2 separate regions of the Sus scrofa genome follow, and region 2 is linked to region 1. The links are chromatin contacts, called in public HiChIP or PLAC-seq maps. All regions are on one chromosome and are shown on one strand. Each heading gives the region's core, a stretch centred on a gene start, on an enhancer-like site or on the middle of the called end of the contact. The rest is flanking DNA. Distances are from core to core; before and after follow the strand shown. Region 1 holds the start of TMEM63A (transmembrane protein 63A). Region 2 holds the start of H3F3A (H3 histone, family 3A).

Region 1 (6,463 bases), core at 3,351-5,850:
GACACGTGACTGGTGCCCCTGAGGAGGGGGTTGGGCCCACACTGGCCATTTCCCTCAGGGCTCAGTGGCCCCACAGGGGTTGTTTACAGGCCACTGGCTCCTCTTCCTCCTTTTGGGGACATTTCACTGGGCGCCCCTCACCAGGCAGGGAAATGAAAGTAAATTCAGGGCTCTGCCCCTGCTTCTTAGGAAAAGCCAGTTCCAGCGGGTGACCATAGAGTTCCAGCAGTGGGTCCTCTGCCCCCCGCCCTCCCTTCCCCCTGGGGCCCCTTTGCCCAATGAAGGCAGCCAGTCTCTAGTTGTCGCTTGAAGCCCCAGTGCTTGCTCAGTGTTCCAAAGCTGCACCTACCGGCTGAGGGTGGAGGCTGCCAGTAAACAAGCCCCAACCCCAGACGATGGTTTTGGAGACAGGCTTGGCCCTAAGAGTGTTTCTTTCTTCCTTTTTTCCCCTTAGGGCAGCACCTGCAGCATATGGAAGTTTCCAGGCTAGGGGTTGAATAGGAGCTGCAGCTGCCGGCCTACACCACAGCCACACCAACGCCAGATCCTTAACCTACTGAGCCACAATGGGAACTCCCCTAACAGTGTTTCTGAGAATGGAGATGCCCTCTTTCTGTCCTGCACCATCAGTTTCCCAGCTTCTAATGCCCCTCTCCCCAAGCGGCATTACTGGGGCAAATCTTGCTCACTGGCTCTAGGCCCTGCATCCTCAGAGTTCCCCCGGTAGCCACAGGGGCCCCGCTGACCCCCACTCGTGTCCGCAGAGGTGGTTGGCAGGTTCCTGCTGTCCGAGGCCTCCACGCACCTGCTGGTGTTCGACATGGAGCAGCGGCTGCCGCCCCACAGCGAGCTGGTGCAGGCGGTGCTGCGCCTCTTCCAGGAGCCGGTCCCCAAGGCCGCGCTCCGCCGGCACGAGCGGCTCTTCCCGCGCAGCGACCGCGCCCGGGTCACCGTCCAGTGGCTGCACATCCGCGAGGACGGCTCCAACCGCACCTCCCTCATCGACTCCAGGTGGGGAGCTGGGGGCTGGGGTGCGTTTAGGAGGGAAGAGGAGGGGGCCTGGCCGGGGGCGGGAGGCAGGGAGCGGGGAGAGGGAGGGGCGGCAGGGTCCCGGCCCCGGGGCGTGTGGGAGAGGGGCTCCCGGGGCTGCCCCGAGCCGTCGCGGTCCCCACCGCTCAGCGCGGGCCTGTCTCGCTGTGGTGTCGCAGGCTGGTGTCCATCCACGAGAGCGGCTGGCAGGCCCTGGACGTGACGGAGGCGGTGACCTTCTGGCAGCAGCTGCGCCGGCCCCGGCAGCCGCTGCTGCTGCAGGTGTCTGTGCAGCGGGAGCCCCCGGGCCCGCGGGGCTCGGACGCCCACAGGCTGGTCCGCTTCGCCTCCCAGGGGCCGTCGGGCGGCGGGCAGGGGGAGCCGCAGCTGGAGCTGCACACCCTGGACCTCAGGGACTACGGGTAGGCACTGCGGGTCAAACTAATGAACCTGAATAATGAGACAAATGGGGAAATTGAACTTACTTTGAAGGGGGTAATGGTTCAGGGAGCTACGGAATGCATGAATATATAAAATCTCTGCTTCCACTCTTAGGAGTACATTAGGAATAATATTAGCTCTACTTATTTTGGAGTTATTTCTAGTTATCTGTCTTTATCACAAATAACCAGCATTGGACCTTTATGAGAGATGGGTCATCGGTCTCCCTCCAGATGCCCCACTGAGCCCCACCCTGGGCTCCCTGACCTCTGCCCTCCCAGCCGACCTCTGACTCTGGCCCTCCTTGCCTCCCACAGAGCTCAGGGAAATTGTGACCCGAAGGCGCCAGTGACCGAGGGCACCCGCTGCTGCCGCCAGGAGATGTACATTGACCTGCAGGGGATGAAATGGGCTGAGAACTGGGTCCTGGAGCCCCCGGGCTTCCTGGCCTATGAGTGTGTGGGCACCTGCCAGCAGCCCCCCGAGCCCCTGGCCTTCAGGTGGCCATTTCTGGGGCCTCGCCAGTGCATCGCCTCGGAGACAACCTCGTTGCCCGTGATCGTCAGCATCCAGGAGGGCGGCAAGCCCAGGCCCCAGGTGGTCAGCCTGCCCAACATGAGGGTGAAGAGTGCAGCTGTGCCTGGGATGGGGCGCCCGTGCCAAGGAAGCTGGAGCCGTAGGCACAGCATGCAGCCATAGAGAGACTTGGCTTCCGTGTGTGTCAGCAATGTTCTAGGGCACCAGGAGAGATGGGGGTTATTGAGCTGCCAATGACACATACTCTGGGCTTTCTACTGGACTCTTCTGACCAGTCAGTTCACCCCCTAATTTGTTTCCCAGGAACAAGACTCTCTGGCCACTGGTTAGCCCCCACCCAGTCTTCGTTCTTCTTGACTGCACTGTATTATTCAGCGCACTGTATCCTAAGCACTTACCTGTGTAGATTTTGTAACCTAAGAGCAGAAACCCCAGTCTGTCATTGTTACCCTGTCCTGTCACTGGCTCTGGGCTGAGCTTGGTGCTATGGGTGGGAGATGGGGCTGCTACTCTGGGCTTAAAACCTAGGGTCAAGTATGGGCTGTGCAATCCCAACTCAGATACTAAGAGAATTCTGCAAGAGGTAAAGAAAACCCATTTTATTCTGTATTTCTGTTTTACCCAGTACCCTGCAAATTGTGAGGAAACAGAAAATTCTATCAGGATTAGGTCAATCAGATAAGAAAACTTAAGGAAAGAGCTAAAAAAAAAAAAAAAAAAAAAAACTTGTTCAAGTTCTCAGTTAGGGACTTGCCTTATGGCTCACAACTTAACTACATGGTGTTGCTTCTGTAGTGGCTGTGGCTTGACCCCTGGCTCGGGAAATCTCACATGCAACAGGTGTGGCCACTTGTTTGAAAAAAAGTCTCAGTTAAGTAATACAGGACACGAGGTTTGAAATGAATTGATTCTAGTGTGCCTGTCTTCAGAACCAAGACCGAAAAAATTTCTGTCATAGTTGCTATTTTTACTTTGGCACAGCAAGTGGGCTTTATTTCAATTCTACTTGACACAAAATTTAAAATCATCATCAGCTGGGGTTAATAGATGCAAACTATGACCAAAATCATCAGCTGGTGTTAATGCAAACTATTGCCTGTTGAGTGGATAAGCAATGAGATCCTGCTGTATAGCACTGGGAACTAGATCTAGTCACTTATGGTGGAGCATGATGGAGGATAATGTGAGAAAAATGTATATATGTATGTGTGACTGGGTCAGTTTGCTGTACAGTAGAAAACTGACAGAACACTGTAAACCAGCTATAACGCAAAAAATAAAAATCATTTAAAAAACCCCCAATATCATCAGTACTACAAGACTATGGGTCACTCCTTTAGATTTCGGGGCAAATAAAGGGAGCAAATGTTAATAGGCTGAATATAAGATTTAATTTTTTAAAATTAATTTTTCAGTTAATTAAAAATTTGTCCTGGAAGGGCAAAGGCTGGCTGAGCGCAGGCCCAAGGACCAGCTCCAGGAAAGGACTAGCGGCTGGGGGTGGGGGAGAAGGAGGAAGCCAGATGGGACAGAGAAGGACTGTTGAGGAAACTGGAGACATCCCCACCCCCACCCCACAGCAGACAGCCACAGGCTGGTGCTGGCTTCGTGGGAGGGAGGGGAGGAAATTTTCCCATCCCAAGGAAAGATGAAAGCCCAGAACTGGAGGAGAGCTCAGAGACCCTGCAAAAGTGTACAGGTGCGGAGTGAAGGGCTGTTGAGGATTTACAGAGTTTTAGCGCTAGAAAGGAGCTGAGAGGAAGCTTTGGCCCAACCCCCTCGCGTTGCAGGTGTGGAAACCGAGGCGGGAGGAGGATGGCAATTTGCTGCAGCTGGCAGGCGATGCTCTTCCGCTTCCCTGGGAGTGCGGTCCTCACTGAACCCTGACCTGCGTCTTGCCAGCACACACCTCGGCGCCCTCGGGCAGCTTCCAGTCCAGTAGCAGAGGCCTCTGGCTCATAGGAAACACTTTGCGACCCAGCTGGGGGAGATACGCCGCGCTTAGCGAGCTGGACTAGATCGGTGTCCCCAGGTACGGGGAGTACTCGCTTTGGCTCCAGAGGACCGCTGAAAACACTGCGACCTCATTTGGGGCCAAACATAGGACCCCTCAGGGTTTCACTCTCCGGCTCTTAGAGCGGTGGGGGAGCCGTGGCCTTTCGCAGCGGGCGTCCGGTGACCGCTGGCTGAGCCCGGCCAGACTTCCCATCCTCAAACTTTCGGGCCGTTGGAGGAAATTCGGTGCAAAACAGCATAATCAAGAAGGTTTGCCGATATTCTCCCCGAACACGCCCTGCCCGTGACCACCCTGTGCTTGGCCCGGGGCTCCCCGAAGTGCCCGGGAAGGGGGACGCGCCCGGAGGCTGGGGAGGGGAATTAGCTCTGGCGGTGCCCTCCTCGGTTCCGGGACACGAGCGGGCAGGGCCGGGGCCTGCAGCTTGCCCGCAGGAGCTGCGAGGGCTAGCAGCGGCCCCGACGCCAGGCCGGGGCGGAGGATCACGGAGGGGCGCAGGGCCCCAGGCGCGGGAGGCGGCGGCGAGGCAGAAGCCAGCGCGGGCGAAGCTGCAAATTGGGAGAGCTGCGGAGGTGCGCATGCGCGGGAGATGCCGGAGTTTCACTTTGTAACTTTTAAGTGATTGAGACACCGCCCGCCCGGCCGAGTGGAGCCTGAAAATTTCTCCGGGCCTCGCTGGACCGCCGCACCGCCACCGCCGCAGGTAAAGGAGAAGGGGTGTTGAGGGGACCGGGGTGGGGTGGAGAATGTCGCCCTCCGCCTTTCCCGGGACCCTCGGGACCTGGGTCTGCGTCGGGGTGCCACGTCTAGTGTCCGGTTCCGGGGCGCGGTCCTCCCGCCTCTCCCGCCCGGAGTCCGGAGCAGGGGAGAACAGGGTGAGTGGGAGGATAGGGAAGGTGCCCGGGCCGCGCAGACCCCGAGCCGGCGCCTCCCCAGCTTCCCTGACTTTTCTGGACTGCCCCTTCTCCAGCTTTTCGCTATTGCGGCCGATCCCTTCCTCCTCCCCCACCCCGCCTTTGGGGATTTGTCAGCTGGAGTCGACCTTCCAGCCTAACCCGGAGCGCAGCCTAGGGCCCGTCTTTCTCTGACCTTGCGAGGTATGCAAAGCGAGGCGAGTCTGGGAAAGGGCCAGGCGTCTGTGTCCCCTGCTGCTGGGGCTTCCCTTTCAGTCACCACTCCATGCGACCCAGGGGGAGACCCGAGGAGGGAAGCTGGGGGTAGGGAGGGGGGAGGAGAGCGAGGAGAGCTCAGCGAGGAAACCCAAAACGCCGAGGTTCCAGTACCTGAGAAGCCTGGCTACCTGAGACTCCGCGGTGGCCGAGAGCCGGAGTCCACAGCGTGGGACACAGAATGACACTCCCCCGCCCCTCGCCCCCCAGCTTCCTTCCGCACTCACCTTGTGTGGCTGTGTCCCAGCCCCGGCAGGGTTGAGGGTTTGAGGTTAAGCCAGTGGATTGTGTACACCAGTCCCAGTTCAGTGGGTGCATGGAGGCTGCGGAGGCTTCCTGGGGTCTTCCTCCCGCCCTGGCTCCCACAGGATCACAGACTGTCACTGGGAATGAACAAGGTTCCAGGTCATCTCTTCCTGGAGAAATGCCCAATATGCCGGCCTTCTCCCTCCTGCTGGCCCCTTATCTTTCCACCTTCTTCCGTCCTCTGACACCTGTCCCAGTCCTGAGTCTGCCGTAGGTGGATGTGTGTGCAGAAGGAGAGGCTTCCTTTTCCCTTCACACACCTCTTGTCTAGTTTGGGGACAAATGCCCTCCCCCAGCTGTTTATTGGGGTTTCACAGGGAAAATATCAGATGGGGGCTGCTATTGTGTTTCCCATTGTCTGGAGAGGTGACTTTGTAAAAGCAAACAGATTTTGAGTGCCCGCTAGGGCTCTGCCCTGACTGAGCGCTTTAAGGGGCATTGTCTCAGGTGTGTGCCTCCCACCAGCCCTGCAGGAGAAACATCGTGGTCCCCGTTTTATAGAGAAGGAAGCCAAGGCATAGAGTTAAGCCATTTGTCTAAGCTGTGGGGTGCCAACAGCTTAACTCCAGAGCCCACTCAGTTGATAGAGCGGGGAGCCCTGCCTCCCACTGCAGCCAGATGCTCTGCCATTCCCTTGGTGCTCCAGGGCTAGTGTCTACGGAGGTAAAGGTTGTCCAGGACCGTTGGTGGGGCTTTAAGGAGAGGTTTGCAGCATATGGAGGTTCCCAGGCTAGGGGTCCAACTGAAGCTGTAGCCACCAGCCTACATCACAGCCATAGCAACACAGGATCCCAGCCTCGTCTGTGGGCTACAACACAGCTCACGGCAATACCAGATCCTTAACCCACTGAGCGAGGCCAGGGATCGAACCCGCTTCCTCATGGCTACTAGTTGAGTACATTAACCAGTGAGCCACGATGGAAACTCCTGCAACCTACAATCTAGAACATCAGAGTCAGCTGTTGTG
Region 2 (6,514 bases), core at 3,337-5,836, 130 kb before region 1:
ACTTCCCGTCATGGCTCAGCAAAAACGAATCCGAATAGGAACCATGAGGTTGCAGGTTTGATCCCTGGCCTTGCTCAGTGGGTTAAGCATCTGGCATTGCTGTGAGCTGTGGTGTAGGCCAGCAGCTATAGCTCAGATTGGACCCCTGGCCTGGGAACCTCCATATGCAGCCCTAAAAAGCAAAAAAACAAAACAAAACAAACAAACAAACAAAAAACCAAAAACACCCCACAATAGTCTTTCACCCATACTGTTTAGTAATTAATTCACAAAGCTCCATCACTGACACTTAAGCTCAACATTGTTGGACTTTCAAGTATAATGTTGTGTTCTTCAAGAAGAGCCCTGCTAAACAAAATGAGCAGCTTTGAATCAGTGCCTGAGAATACTGTAATATCTCAATATTTAAAATTAGAGGGGAAATGTGATCAGCAATTGTAGTAATAAAATGGGCTCTAGAGATGGTCAATGATTAAAACAAAATAAAGGTTTTAGGTACTAGCATTGGAAGATTTTAGTAGTTTGAAATTTCAGTAATTTCAATTCATTGAGAATTTAATGAATGTCTACTCCTGGAATTCACCAATCAAGTGAAGTTCAGACTAACCATAGAAACAGCTCAACCAATTACACTTCAGGGTAGAATCCACCTATCAAATCTTCCTCACACATAAAGGAAAAGCTTGGCAACAGCAGCCCTGAAAAATCCTCCAATGGAATCTATGTAGATTCTGGACCCTCCCCCAAGAGATTCCAGATTCAGGTCTGTGGTGGTGCCTAACATTCCACGCATTTTTAATCACCTCCAACCCCATGCTCTGATGGAGGTGGTAGTCTTACCACACTTTGAGTTACAATGATCTAACTAATGCCAAACACATTAACATAATAGTAATAGGTTCCTTAAGTGATTGATGTTAATTATATCTATATAACTAATCAAATCTTACTTGTAGGCATTTCAAGTTTTAATTGTAGCATAAACCATCAATATTTCAAATATATAACCACAGCTAAAACAGTATTTCTCAAAGTTCTGACACACTGGAGCTAAGAGTAAATTCACTGTTTGCCATTTAAGTAGAAATCCATACATAATCCCTTTCAGCAAACAAGTCTTCGAATTTCTCTTTTACAAGCCTATCTTTTCCTCCCTATTGTCAATCCAATCCTAACTACCACTCATGCTTCTTTTACCTCAATGCACACTTAATACTGCCAATTCTCACCCCACATATTTCTGTATTTGCAATCACCTCTTCAGGTGCTGGAAGCCATTTATTCTAACTTCCCTAAAAAATTGTCACTGTTTGAATCTAATCACCAATACAGACCTTTAGCCCCATGACTTCTTAATGTCCTGCAGCAAGTCAGCTGAACTAGAGGGCTTTTTTTCCCTTTAAACATCTCAGTGTCTCAAAGTCTAAAACTACATATCTGTAAGTATGTCCTTGAGCAACTTAACCTTTCTGACACCTCAACAGTGAAATAGTTATCACGTACCTCATCAGTTTGTGGTGATTAAATTGCACAGGCATATGCAAAGATTTAGAACTGTTCTTGGTACAAAGCAGTACCGCCAACTCTTTAGAGCCTTTCCCACCCACCATTTTACCTGCAAAGCACCAATAGCTGCACTCTGGAAGCGCAGATCTGTTTTGAAGTCCTGAGCAATTTCCCGCACCAGACGCTGGAAGGGAAGCTTGCGAATCAGAAGTTCAGTGGACTTCTGATAACGTCTAATTTCACGGAGTGCCACGGTACCAGGCCTTTAAAGCAAAACACATTAAAGAAATGGTTACCAAATACATAAAGACATAAGAGTGATCAGCTTTGAAGCGATGCTGTCGCTCCCCCCCCCCAAAAAATCACCTAACTATTCTTCAGGTTTGGTATCAAATTTCACTTATCAATTTATGACCTGAATATTCAAGTCTATTAAGAGTAACACCACAATACCTTTAGAGCAAAAAGCATGGTATTAATGTAGATTCCTGGCAGGGAGTTTAATCAAAATCCCCTTTATTTTCTTCATCTTTCATATATACTTAACTAACTTCTGTAATAATTATCATATCAGCACCCTCAATTCTTCTAAAAGTCCTACCAACACAACCCAATGAGCTTCATTTAAAAATACACTTACATTAAGTTTGGTTTCCCAGAACACCTTTAGTTTGACTAGGACCATCACTCATCAATGATTAAATCTGAATACTCTTGACTGTGTGAGGTGTCTTCCATATAGAAGTTTTTTCTTTTTTTAACTGATTTTCAGCCAGAAAATTACCTCAATTCTGACTTATTTCTTCCACTGTACCAGCTTTTACTTTAGGTTAACTGTAAAATCATTCACAGAGGGCACCTAAATACGGATAACTTCTGCCCTCTAATGGCAGATGCCCTTAACAACACTGCTCAGGGTAGTTCAAAACTAATGTTTTAATAGACGGAAATAACCCAATTTAAGTAAATGAAGGACTAAAAATTCTCCCAATCGTGATAAAATTATTTTGACAACAATCAAGAGCATCCTCAAAAGGGTATTTAAAAAACAATACTTTATTATTTAAAAAACTTCTAATGTGTCAGCTAAATAAAATTTTACTCCATAGCATTAACGATATTACTGATGCAACATCTCCCTTAAGCTAAGATTACAGCTTCGAAATTAAACATGGTCCTTAATAAAACCCAACACCAAATATAAAATTTAGTAAATAACCAAAAGGGGAAAAAAATACCAGTTTCCCTAAGGCAAAAAGGATGCTTATTATACATCTTTTTATTAGATTGTATAGCTATTACTTCGGAAGATACACTTTGCCCCATTTTTTTCCCGTCTTTTTAATACCTGTAACGATGAGGTTTCTTCACCCCTCCAGTAGAGGGCGCACTCTTGCGAGCGGCTTTTGTAGCCAGTTGCTTCCTCGGTGCTTTACCACCAGTCGATTTGCGGGCGGTCTGCTTTGTACGAGCCATGGTATAGAGACCTCCTTACTTACCTACCAGCATCAAAAAAAAAAAAAAAAAAAAAAAAAATCACCACATGCAACCACCAAACATACAAGTTTTCCTGCCACTGCCACCGCGCCCCCCCAATCTGAAAATTTGGCTCAGTATTTAAAAATGTCCGTAATGTTACATAATTTGAAAGGGTGCAGATTACGCCTACCACCCAAATATGACTTCTTGAAACAAACTGTAGTACTAGAAAATTGTTAGCATTAACACCAGTCACCTCTCAAAATGCTAAATCTGAGCGATAAATGGCAAAACAAAAAGACCCCTATCTGCCTTCGCTTCAATTTCTTTAATTAAAGTAGAAATTAGAAATGTCTGTAAACATCCGATCAACGAATAAGTCAAAATAATGAAGCCACAAACCACAGAAAGGTCGCGTCAAATTACAGCAAAAAAGGTTTTAGCCCCCCCCGCGCTGCCCCCCCCTTTACGTCTGGCAGTTGATAGACTGCTGTAAATATCAGAAAACATTCCTGATTTTGCATCTCTACAGTTCTGTTGACAAAAAGGCGTCTCCAAAAACAAGAGGGGAACAACAGCTACCACCAAGCGAGCATTCTACAAAGCCCCGTCCTCGCCGTCCAGTCCTCCGAGGCTTCGCAATGAAATAAAAACAAGTGCCCCGCACCCAGGCTTTAATTAACGCACGAGAGCGACCGACCGGTCCACCCCAAGCACGACATAAACTTTTGGTTTCGCCTCCACCGGCCCCTCGGCACAGGGTCCCCCAGCCTGCCCGTCTCGCTCCCAGCGTCTCGCGCAGCCAAACTGAGCTCCCAGACCCGAACAAAATGGAAACAATCGCAAAACGTATCCGATTCCCTACCAAAGAGACAAAACACCAAAACGCTTGAAAATACCCCGATCCCCTGCCACGTGCCGCCCTCCAAAATGCAAAAGTTTTTTTTTTTTGCATTTCAAATGCATCAAGTTTCCGCTTCTCTAAAAAAGGAGAAAAACATGTTTCTCTTTTAAAAATTGTCCTCCTTTTTTGAAATGGGGAAGAGAGAAACGGGGGAAAAAATATGGTCGGTGACCAGAGAAGAGAGACAAGATGGTGAAGCTTAGCAACAACTGTGGGGAGGCAGCAAAAAGCGAGTTACCCCAGGGTGGGAAGCAGCGGCAATTTCCACCCTTTTCCCGCCCGAAAACTGGGGGCCGGGGCCCGGGGGCTGTAGTTAAGAGGCCCGCGCGGGTCATGGTGAAGGTCTGGGGTCCCGGGAAGGGGCGCCGGGCGGGATTTCACCGAAGAAAGAGGAGCCAGGGGCGCGGGGAGGAGGGAGAGCAGGCTCGGCGACGCGGCGGTTGCTGCTGTTGGGCTGAGGCGGCGAGAGACGGGGGAGCCGCCGGAGCCGCCGCCGCCTGAGGGGAGAGGGAAACTCGCTCCTCTCCATTTCTGGGCCAAAAAGTTTGTGGGCCAAGCAGGAGGGACCGTGGGGCCCCCCTTCCGCACCGCCGGGGCCCGGCCCGGGGCTGACGGCAAGCGGGGCTCGGTTCCGGGGAAGCGGGCAAACGGGGAAACTTACCCCCCTTCTCCTTCGGCTGGAGCTCGGCGAGCTAGAGGCGGCGCTGGCGTTGGCGAGCGACGGCGGCGCGGCGGCGGCTGCGAACACAATTGAAAGATGGCTGACACCGAGGCTATCCCCCAACACACGCCGCCCCGCCCCCGCGCCGCGCGCCAACCAATCACACACAATGGAGGGAAGGCTCGGCCCCGCCCCCCGCCCCTTGCTCGCGCCCCGCCCCCGCCCCTCCCCCCGCGCTCCCGTTCGCTGGCGCGCGCTCGCCCCTCCCCCGCGCGCCGCCCGCTCCCTCCTCCCGGCAGCCTCGCGCCGTGTGTGTACAAACACAAAAGACACGCCGAAGGGCCGTCGCTCCCGCCGAGACGGCTGCCCGCCCGCCCCAGTTTTGACTCCCGCTCCCCTGCTCCGCACTCCCACCCCGCTCCGTGCGCACACGTCATCGAACTCTGGAAGCCCGGGTTTGGGGCGCCGAGGGGAAGTGAGGGGGTGGGGCGGGCCGGCCGAGGCTCGGCGGGTGAACGCCCGACCTGCGGGCGTCTCGGGCCGCAGCGGGGAGGGCGAAGGAGGGGGCGCCCCGCTCCGGCGCGGGCCCCGGCGCGCGTCCCCGAGGCACCCCGGGCGGCGTGGGGGCGGGGAGGAGGCCACGGCGGGCCGGGTCGCCGCGGCCCAGTTGAAAACACTACCCAAAAGGAAGCTTGCAAATAGAAGCCTCCCGTCTTGCGCCCACTTTCGGAGGGGGCGGCTCTAGCGGCTGGCAGGGCTGTGGGCCGGCCGTCTTCGTGCCCTCGCTTCGGGCCAGGTGCCGCTGGCTCGCCCTCAGACAACTTTATTCACTCAAGACACTGGCCCGGGGACGGAGGCGGGCCCCGCGGTGCGGGCTGCGGGCTGCGCGCACGGGCTCTGCCACCTAGGACGCCCGACTCTTCGCAGGTAGCATCTCGGAGGGGACGGGGCTCGCCTCCTTCCTGGGCCGGGATGCCTGATGCAAGATGGCTGTATTTTGTAAGCCTCTAAAACAATGTATGGAATACACAGCTAACTGCACCAGGGCCTGACTCCGGTTCTGGCCGAGTGTCCTACTAGCCTGTTGGGCCTTTTAACGATGAAATGTTAGGTAGAATTGCCAAATCAAACATTGTCAGCGGCTTCTGCATAGTTTACATGCGGTAGAAAACCGGCAGAAATAAGGAAAACGTGGTTTGGGGATGATTATATTTTTCCATTCTCAGTAGCGTAGGAAACAGACTTACCGTTTCAAGTTATCCATGTTGTTAGTTCATTGGACTCAGAATATCTGCACGGTCCCTAGTTGGTATTGACAACACTTTGCAACTATGTGTGAAGGTTTTCAATAGAAGTGTCATGCTGACATCCCATAGGATAGTGAAAGATAAATTTCATAGATGGAGGGCATTAACTACTTTTCCGCAGTTTGAAGATCTTATAAAGCATTGTAATCATAAACATTATCCTAAAAACGGATATATGGAAATCACATATGAAAAAATAGATTTGTCCAAGGTCACTTAAGTGAGGAACAGACCCAGGAGAAACAAACAAAATCCAGGCCTTCTGTTTCATTATTATTTAATGAATGTTAAGTGTCTGTGGTTGCTGTACAGAACACATGCACTCTGCAAGCCTATCCTAAAAGCATATGTGCAGAAAACCCTAGGCTGAGCTGCCAGTGAAGAGTTCTTGTAATTCCAGCCAAGAAAATGTGGTTGTATTTATTTATTTATTTTTGCCTGTTTTTTGTTTTGTTTTGAGGGAACTAAAATATCTGTTGTTTTTTTCCAAGAGTTTTCCAGGAAGGCTGTTCCATATCAATTGAATTAATCCTACATCAAGAAATTTTAAATAGCATGGGTAATGTTCTCTTTATATGCTAGATTTTTCCATAGCTTCTATTTTTTGGCTTAAAAAATACTTCTAAGGACAGGAAAGACTATTTTAGGTAAAATAGT

The links. HiChIP or PLAC-seq counts read pairs in DNA pulled down with a chosen protein or histone mark.
Region 2: a contact with region 1 is called in an H3K27ac HiChIP or PLAC-seq map of alveolar macrophages. The contact joins the promoter of H3F3A here to the promoter of TMEM63A in region 1. A contact is called at or near these places in 1 of 5 promoter capture datasets (fetal liver), 1 of 47 Hi-C or Micro-C datasets (epiblast stem cells) and 1 of 2 datasets of contacts at active chromatin or transcription factors (alveolar macrophages).

The regions. Positions count from the first base shown.
Region 1 is chr10:13,811,426-13,817,888 of Sscrofa11.1, reverse strand. It overlaps TMEM63A (transmembrane protein 63A), which reads left to right and starts at 4,600. Exons shown (of 24, transcript NM_001243189.1): 1 at 4,600-4,724. It overlaps LOC100524517 (left-right determination factor 2), which reads left to right. Exons shown (of 5, transcript XM_003130541.4): 2 at 765-1,011; 3 at 1,209-1,451; 4 at 1,788-2,092; 5 at 2,095-2,732. The coding sequence ends at 2,150.
Region 2 is chr10:13,938,010-13,944,523 of Sscrofa11.1, reverse strand. It overlaps H3F3A (H3 histone, family 3A), which reads right to left and starts at 4,586. Exons shown (of 4, transcript NM_213930.1): 1 at 4,551-4,586; 2 at 2,855-3,005; 3 at 1,616-1,769. The coding sequence starts at 2,982.